Linked DNA regions of Sus scrofa: regions 1 and 2 are each linked to region 3. The links are chromatin contacts, called in public Hi-C and HiChIP or PLAC-seq maps. All regions are on one chromosome and are shown on one strand. Each heading gives the region's core, a stretch centred on a gene start, on an enhancer-like site or on the middle of the called end of the contact. The rest is flanking DNA. Distances are from core to core; before and after follow the strand shown.

Region 1 (2,821 bases), core at 51-2,550, 520 kb before region 3:
GAATTCCCACATATGCTCTTTTAGTTATATTTCTCTAGACCTAAACTCTCACATTAATATATAGTATATGCTTCTATCAGAATGTCTTTTAAAAGTACAAATGCAACCGGATCAATTTTCTCTTCAAAATCCTACCAAGATCCTAGGGATTCGGTAAGACAGGAAAAATAAATAAAATTTGAAAACATTTGAACAAAGAAGGAAAACATACATCACAAGATTGTGGTGCAAACAGAATCCAAAGCATCTGCAAATAATCTAATAGAATAAGTAAATTTAAGGTAAATATGCAAAATCAATTATTTTAATCTATTAGCAACAAACAATAAAAATTCTACAACAAAATAATCCCATTAATAGCAGCATCAAAAGTTAAGTATTTAAGAACACATTTAATAAAAGATATGTTATATCTCTACACTGAAAATTATAATACATATTAGTCAATGTTAAACAAGTGTTTATCAAATTAACACCAAATACTTGTGTCAGAAAATATTCTCCAGTCACTTTTGGAGATGTTACACATACTTAAACCAAAGTAGAAACACAAAAAGTGGTGTCAACTTACATGGAGATACAAATGTGCTTGGTCACCCTCAGCAAAATAGATTCTTATACTCTTGTAGAGATTGCAAATAATTTAAAAAATATCTTAGCGACAGTCCACTCATTAAATTTTCTTTTATTTTATCTCCATGAATAGTGAGTGCCCAAAGAAATAAAGCTGAGGACAGGCACATTTCTCAACATTTGAGTACATGTGTGGGAAAAAAAGCCAGATCTGTTATGGAATTTTGTCACTTTGGTCAAATGACAAAATTATCAAATTTAAATAGAATTTTTAAATGGTGCATGAAACAAGATTTGTTTGTTGGCATTTTCCTTGAATGGAGCCTTGTCAAGCACTTGGTTGGGCCCAACACTGCTGAAAGTTTGCCCTTGATTGTGACTGCCCTACACAAATGTAGGCGAGCAGCCAGTTTCAACACATGATTCTCGGGGTTCATTTGGGGTTTTGATGGCAGGGTGCAAAAATAATATATATTTGTTGTTGCTGTTTAAACATCTCAATTGGCATCTTTCTGGATGTAGTCTGACTATATAAATTATATCTGGATGTTAAATCACTAGTAGAAGCATTTCCTATTTTGAAGAAACTAATTAGGTCGAAATGACTAATTCCCAGTTGCAGAGTCATGAACACAAAATATGATTCATGGAAGTAGGTATGACTTCACATCCAGGACATGGTAACGCTTTATTTGTGTGCATTTAAGGAAGACAGGGGCAGAAGTTCATTTGCTGCACCTGTTAGAAAAAGTTGTGAAGGCAAGTAATAGTCTGGAATCGTCCGTACCTCATGCCCAGTGGCACTTCAAGAATGACCGCATCTGCCAGCCACACGCTGGCACCGCCGCCTCTTCAGTCTTAGCGTGACTCACATGCACTTAGTGCTGAAGCAGGATGAAACTGAGGGGAGGGACGCAAAACCTCCCCCCTTGGAATCAGGGTTTAAAAAAGGAGGCTGTCAAGATGGGGCTAAAAACACATTTTCCTTTCAGTTTTATAACCAGTGGTAGGTTTGTCCGTGTTGATTTAAGAACAGTTATGAAGTGTTTATATTATTCTTATTAGTTATGCTTCTGAATTTGAAGCAGGGCTTATCTGCATTCCACACACACATATATATATATATATATTTTTTTTAAAGCATTGGCATTTTCTAAGACATTCAGAGCCTCGGGTTTTAAACAAAGCAATGGTTCTTAGTACTCTGTAACTTTTCCTTGTAACAAAGAAAATGTAGGGCAGATTGTTTATTGAAACTGCGATGTATGTGGTGGGGCTTCCGGCTAAGATCCACCTCTTAGCAAGCACTTAGGGAAGCGTAGAGGTTATAGATTATATGCCATTCCAGGATGCAGGCTGTGGTGGACTTTGCTTTGGCTTTGTTTGATTTTATTTCACTGTCTAGCATTCATTTTCTTTAAGTCCTCCTTTCTTTTAAATTACGTTTTTAATTGGGATTTAATTGACATACAACATTGTGTTAAGTTTAGGTGTAGACAACATAATGATTTGATATATGTATATATTGCAAAATAATCACAATAAGTTTAGCTAACATCTATCAGCACACATAGTTTTTTTCTTATGATGGGAGATTTTAAGATGTACTCTTTAGTAACTTTCAAATATCCAATACAGGATTTTATTCTAAGATGGCTCACTCCCATTAGCTGTGGTCACATGGATTTCTCTGCAGGACTTTTTTTTTTTTTTTGCTTTTTTAGGACTGAACCCAGGACCTATGGAAGCTTCCAGGCTAGAGGTAGAATTGGAGCCACAGCTGCGGCCTATACCTCAGCCACAGCAACATGGGATCTGTGAACTGCGTCTGCAACTTACACCAGAGCTCATGGCAATGCCAGATCCCTGACCCACTGAACGAGACCAGTGATTGAACCACATCCTCATGGATATTATTCAGATTCATTTCTGCTGTGCCACAATGGGAACTTCTCCGGAGGACTTGAGTTTTCTCACAAACTGCCTTTCTCAGAATGAGATCCAAGAGCACAAAGTAGAAGCCGCAATATCTTTTATGACCTAGACTTGGACGTTATGCTCTGTCATTTCCACACTATGCTTCTGATCACGCAAGTCAGCCCTGATCAGCGTGGGAAAGTGCTATTCAAGGACACAAATACTGGGAGTGGGAATTGCTAGGGTCTACCTCGGAGATTGCTGCAATAATTTAAACTCTATTGCGTACTCCCATTTTACTGGTCTTTGTCAACTCAAGATATTTTCCTCT
Region 2 (2,811 bases), core at 296-2,795, 680 kb before region 3:
CATGGATGGAACTTGAGTCCTCAGGGATACTAGTTGGGTTCATCATGGTGAGGAACTGCTCATATGTATTTTAGATACACATTTGTGTACGTTTTCAAAGTATTATAATCTGCTGGTCAGAGAGTGACTCTAGCTACTAGGCTCTATTTAGTTGTCTTTCAACTCGGGCAATATCTAAAATCAAGAGGATGCGACCTTAAAATAGGGAACTAGAATCTACGTTAGATAATCCTTGAATCACCAGTGTGTGCCCTTTGACCTCATCTCTGGTATTAGAACCACTTCTATAACTAAGACATCAAAACTAAACTGTAGCTCCAGTTCTAGGAAGGGAGGTTTCAAATTGATAGAAAAGGCATGTATTAAGGGAAAATATTAAGGCCCATACCTGAGTCTACAGAATAGGTTACTATGAGCTGCTAGAAGACAGAAACCCAGTCAGCTTGGTTAGTACTATACTGGGAAAAATTGCATCTGCCAAGAAGTATTTAATTTGACCACAAACATTAGAGCAGCAAGAATAAGTATTTTCATCGTTATAAACTCTGCAGGGCTTTTTTTTAAAGCAAAAAAAAAAAAAAAAACGCTCAATAATTAAATGAATAAGCAAAGTGAACTATTTTTTTAGGATGACTTATGGATGGAAAGAAGCTGGTTCAACACTTAAAAATGAACACTTGAAAGCTAAAAATGAACTGTATCAACTTATTAAAATTCCAGTATATCATTATTCTGGCTAACTCTCCCTCACACTCTTATTATGTGACTTATTTTTGTTATCTTCACAGTACTCAAGTTACCTGTCTCTGTTCACTGTATGCATAGTGCTGGCACCTATCAAATGCCTAATAATTGCTAACTAGTTTGGCACTTGTCAGGAGAATAAGTTTAAACAGGAGAAAAAGGACTGTGCCAATTACATTTGGCTGTATTTCAGATATTTGCGTTGGTGGGGAATGGCCCACCAATGTAACATTCAAAATGTTGCTTCCCGAAAAGTCAGAGTTAAAACTGGATTCCACTCCTAATTTCGCCAGTCCGGAAAGGCGAAATGAATGCCAGATTTCTCAAAGACCACGATTTCATCTCTATATTCCCAGACCCTGTCTCTACGTCTGCTACATTGTAGGTGTTTCAAATGCACCTGCTGAATCCCGATTTGGGCGGGAATACGAATTCAGGGGACAATTTAGTGTTTTTTATTTTTATTTTCAAACCCCAAACTTCGTTTAGAACCAACTGCGTTAGAAAACCATTACCAAATACCTGGCTGGCCAGACGTTCCAGTTAACAGCCGGCGGGAAAGTGGAATTTTCGATTTGCTTAGAAGTAACGAAAACGTGTTGACTTTCGTTTTATGAAAACGCACGGGCGCGCGCAGATCACCCAAAGAATGATAAATTCACCAGCATTCAGAGTGACTTAAAGAGCGAAGTGAGAGAGTGTGCTGCTCAGGGAAGGCCCATTAGTGGAGTCGAAATTACAACCACGGTGTCTTAAGCGTTAAAACTGGGGCTGCGATTGCTCCAGGACTCGGGGCCTTGCAAGACCACATTGGCAGGAGGGCTTGGCCCTTCTCGCGCACCGTAGGACGAGCTCTCTGGGCCTCCGTAGGCCCCACCCTCGGCGTGGAAAAACTTTGGGAAGCTGCCCGCGTTAGTGCCTGCTGCGTGGGCCTAAGACCGGCCGAGCAGAGTCAGAAGACTAGTAGGACCCCTGCCACAGAACCGCTTCAATCCGGAAACAGAAATTCTCGAGGCCCGGCACTGCTAAAGCCAGCTCTTCCCTGGGAGGGAGTGCACATGCGCATAGGGGTCCTGGGAAACCCTTAAATACCGTCATGCGGGAGCCTACATTCTCTTTCCCTGCCGCCGCCGAGTCGCGCGGAGGCGGAGGCTCGGGGTGAGTAGAGCAAGGCGAGAGTGGTGTTTGCGGAGTGTGGCTCAGTGTTTTTCAGATGAGATTGGCGATAAGTGTTTAGGTCTAAACCCAGTTTGTTAACCAGGATTTTCTTTTCTTTTTTTTTTCCTATTGCAGTGTGCTCAAGATTCGGTTCCACCCGTAACCCACCGCCATGGCCGAGGAAGGGTGAGCTCAGGGTTGGGGTGGCGAAACGGGCGAGGCGCGGGCCGCGAGCCCGCAGCGTGGGTTCTGGGTTTGCTGTGGCGCTCTACGCGGCTATGATCTAATCTCGCCAACGACTGTTTTGTCCAAAGCATTAGATGGTGTGCGGAGGTTTTTTGATTTTTTTTCTTTTTTTTAACTCTTCCGTGTTAGCATTGCTGCTGGAGGTGTAATGGACGTTAATACTGCTCTACAAGAGGTGCTGAAGACCGCCCTCATCCATGATGGCCTAGCACGTGGAATTCGCGAAGCTGCCAAAGCCTTAGACAAGTACGTGTATCAGTCTCAATACTGTGGGGTGTTGGATCTGGAACAAAACTGCAGCCAAGGGAAGAGAGCGTGAAGTTCATGCTGTTAGCACAAAAGTTGTGAATGGCATCCGTTCTACAGGAAACCTAGGAAAAGGTATAAACTTAGATCTTTTAACGGCCCACTTAAAAGGGTGTAGGTTTGGAGTGGGGGTGCGCCCTTGCTTCTTAAAATGGAACTACAGCGTTTGAGTGATGACTTAAATTGTCGGATACCCCTTCACTCTTTCCATGAGTGAAATCTAATAGTCTGACAAACCTGTAGGTTGTGGGGCTATTAATGCACTGTTAACTAGGGAATCCATAAGAACCTTCATTAATACATGTAGATTTTGAACTATTAACATGGCAGAAGTACCTGGATTTTTAGGTGAACTCA
Region 3 (2,797 bases), core at 118-2,617:
TAGTTTCTGCAGCAAACTTTAATGTGTTCATAGGACTTGTAGAATTTTCCTACTGAGAACTCTTCATCCTATTAATCCACTTGACCCTGACCTCTTGGCACTGCCTATATTAAGGTCCGTAAGTTTCTATGAGCAAGTGTTAGTCTCTGGTTTCATTTTCGTCTCTGCTGGGCTCTCACTGAGCTATTCTTACGAGAGAATGCCAAGGCATTCCAGAATTAATGTTTGCATGTGTTTCCGGAGGAATGTTTCTTGGACTTTCCTGTCTTCGCTGTCATTTTAAAGGAATGACTTCTTAGATGGCAACAGAACCACATGATTGCATTATGTTTGCCTTGGCAGTTGTTAGCAATGCTTTGGCAGAAAGATTTCCCACCTCCTGGTTAGGGAGATAGGAGTTTAAAGAAATATTTATTGAGTTCTTACTATATGGCAGGTCCTAGGTTAGATGATAAGGATACAAAGACGATTAAAACAAACATTTACCCTTAAAAAGTTGCCCTTTCGTAATGAATGAACCAGATATACAGGCAAATAAGAAAAAAAGATGAGCAAGTGTGTGTGACTGAGAAAGGTGCTATGGAAGCAGAGAAAAGGATTGAGTGAGGAGGGCTTCCTGGGGCAGGGATATTTAAGCATATATGTGAGTGGACAGTCTCTGTATCCACATAGAGGCTGCCTGGAAAACACACACATTGAGGGGTCCTAGAAAATCGATGAAACCTCTGTCACTAAGAAATCTTAGCTCTTTCAGGAGTTCCTTGGCGGTTCAGCAGGTTAAGGATCCCAGGTTGTCACTGCTGTGGCCAGGGTTTGATCCCTGGCCCTGGAATTTCCACATACCACGGGTACAGCCAAAAGAGAGAGAGAGAGAGAGAGAGAGAGAGAGAGAGAGAGAGAGAGAGAGAGAGAGAGAGAAAGCTCTTTGCAGTTAATATTTTTAATGTATTTAACTTATTTACAAAATTTCTGCTGCTGAGTGGACAGATGCTTTATTTGCTGATTGCTTTGCTTTGCCAATTCCGTACTACATTGTACCACCCGACTGTCCTTTTTTGGTCTCTTCAAATGAACAATTATGTAATAGAAGAATACGTGTGTTTACAGAAGCAAATGTCACTAACCATTTTGAAGCCACACTTCTAAGAAGTTCCAGATTCTTAGCCTGGATGAGAGGTGGGGTCCTGACAACAGGCCAGTAAGAATGGTATATTGAATAACACGCAGGGCGTCATGTAAACACACAGATCACGTTCTGGAGCAGTGGCGACCCTTTGAGCTGAGGCTGCTGTTGACAGTGCCTCTGTGTCCACTTGACTTGTACCTGCCCAGCTCCCAGGATCTGTGCAGGGCACTGTCACCCCTCCTGCTGAGCTTGGGTCATTACATCCTCGCCCTACATTTTACAGCTTCGACCCCGTGACAGGGGAGCTGACCCCAGCTTGGTGCCAGGCACCCAGCAAAACGGGGATTAATAAAGCCTGCCCCAGTGAAGCCAAGGGCTCTACAGCTGCTTCTTGCAATTAGACTTGTCATCATTCTCTTAAGAAGCCCCTGTTGATTTTTAAATCCTAATTGGCAGGAGACACCTGTTCCCCAACAGGAAGGACGGGAAGGGGCATTCGCTTGCAGCAGGCACGGGGGGAACTGAGAGGCTGGATGAATGTGTGTAAATACTTTTGTCTCAAATCTGTTTGCTTCCATTTAGAGTTTCTTTTTTCTTTCTTTCTTTTTTCCCAAGAACAGCATGTCTCGAGTCAGGCTAGTCTTTGGGAATAAGTAAGAATTTGGCTCTGAATCATTTTTTGAGCAAGAACTTACCACTGGTCCCTCCCTAAGGCATCTTCCTTACCATCCAGCAGCCCCTTCTTGGCATGAGCACAGTTTCCTGGCTACTTTTTTTTTTTTTCCGCCAGGATCCTGGCTGTCATTCATTCCGGTATTTAGGTATTTAACGGCCTACAAGCTGCATAAACCCTGCAACCTATTTGTGCCTATAAAGAGTATTAAGTATATTTTTAGTGCCTGTCTTCACCAAGCTAGCATTCTAAATAGAGGGAGGCAGTAGAACAGCATGTGATAACACATGTGAGATGTTCTTTTGCAACTAACATATTTGCCAGTGATTATGGGCAGAAAGAAGAAATGGTGAAAGTTCTCGGGACAGTTGTTGGAAGAGGTTTGGACATTTTGATTTTCTTTCAAACTTCATTGCCTTAGAGTTTCTGCTTAGAGCTGATGCTTGCAGTTTTCTAAACGGTAGCAAGTAATGTCTGATAAAAATCATTGTAACCCTTTGTCTTAATTAACACCCCTGGGTGTTTTCAAATGAAGCATTACTGTTATTTGTTAGGCTCTGATCATTAGGGCAAGTCTGCGGGAGAATAAGAATAAAATAACTGCATAGAGATGTGGAGGAGGCTACAAATCTGTGGGAAGGAGAAGCATTGTAATCGTAATTCTCATTTTCACGCAGCAGGCATTTATTGAACACTTAGTACATTCCAAGATCTTTTCTAGCCCTCAGCCGCCTTCTGGATCACCCCAGGTTTCAGCTCAGTTCATAAGCACTGTCCTTTGAACAGAACTTTGCCAATAGCCAGTTAAGCCCTCTCATCAACCTTGCCATGTCCTTGTGGGCTTCAGTGAAATTAGGCAATCCGGGAGGATTTATTGTGTATCCAAGTGAATGCCAGTGGGGTATTCCTTTAAGTGTAACTTAATAAATTCAAAGAAACTGGAGGGGGGTTTGTTCTACTTATTGCATGCCTTGTTTTGTGTTTAGTTTCACAAGACT

What was found. Hi-C and Micro-C count contacts between places; a contact is called where the count stands out from the background. HiChIP or PLAC-seq counts read pairs in DNA pulled down with a chosen protein or histone mark.
Region 1: an H3K27ac HiChIP or PLAC-seq map of skeletal muscle shows a contact between it and region 3. The contact joins two enhancer-like sites. A contact is called at or near these places in 1 of 47 Hi-C or Micro-C datasets (skeletal muscle) and 1 of 2 datasets of contacts at active chromatin or transcription factors (skeletal muscle).
Region 2: a contact with region 3 is called in a Hi-C map of fetal skeletal muscle, with 2.7 times the contacts expected there. The contact joins the promoter of SLC18B1 here to the enhancer-like site in region 3. A contact is called at or near these places in 9 of 47 Hi-C or Micro-C datasets (embryonic fibroblasts, epiblast stem cells, fetal skeletal muscle and 3 more) and 1 of 2 datasets of contacts at active chromatin or transcription factors (skeletal muscle).

The regions. Positions count from the first base shown.
Region 1 is chr1:30,761,435-30,764,255 of Sscrofa11.1, reverse strand. No RefSeq gene overlaps it. Among named protein-coding and RNA genes, the nearest start is that of RPS12, 160 kb to the left of the region's middle. Within about 2 kb of position 1,300, at least 3 of the 83 cell types and tissues checked have an H3K27ac peak or open chromatin away from gene starts, as enhancers often do. A contact at or near this core is called in skeletal muscle, where this site is marked.
Region 2 is chr1:30,922,451-30,925,261 of Sscrofa11.1, reverse strand. It overlaps SLC18B1 (MFS-type transporter SLC18B1), which reads right to left and starts at 1,545. Exons shown (of 15, transcript XM_013988257.2): 1 at 1,267-1,545. RPS12 (ribosomal protein S12) reads left to right here and starts at 1,870. Exons shown (of 6, transcript NM_214363.1): 1 at 1,870-1,902; 2 at 2,038-2,088; 3 at 2,278-2,394. The coding sequence starts at 2,075.
Region 3 is chr1:30,243,846-30,246,642 of Sscrofa11.1, reverse strand. No RefSeq gene overlaps it. Among named protein-coding and RNA genes, the nearest start is that of TCF21, 270 kb to the right of the region's middle. Within about 2 kb of position 1,367, at least 10 of the 83 cell types and tissues checked have an H3K27ac peak or open chromatin away from gene starts, as enhancers often do. A contact at or near this core is called in embryonic fibroblasts, fetal skeletal muscle and skeletal muscle, where this site is marked.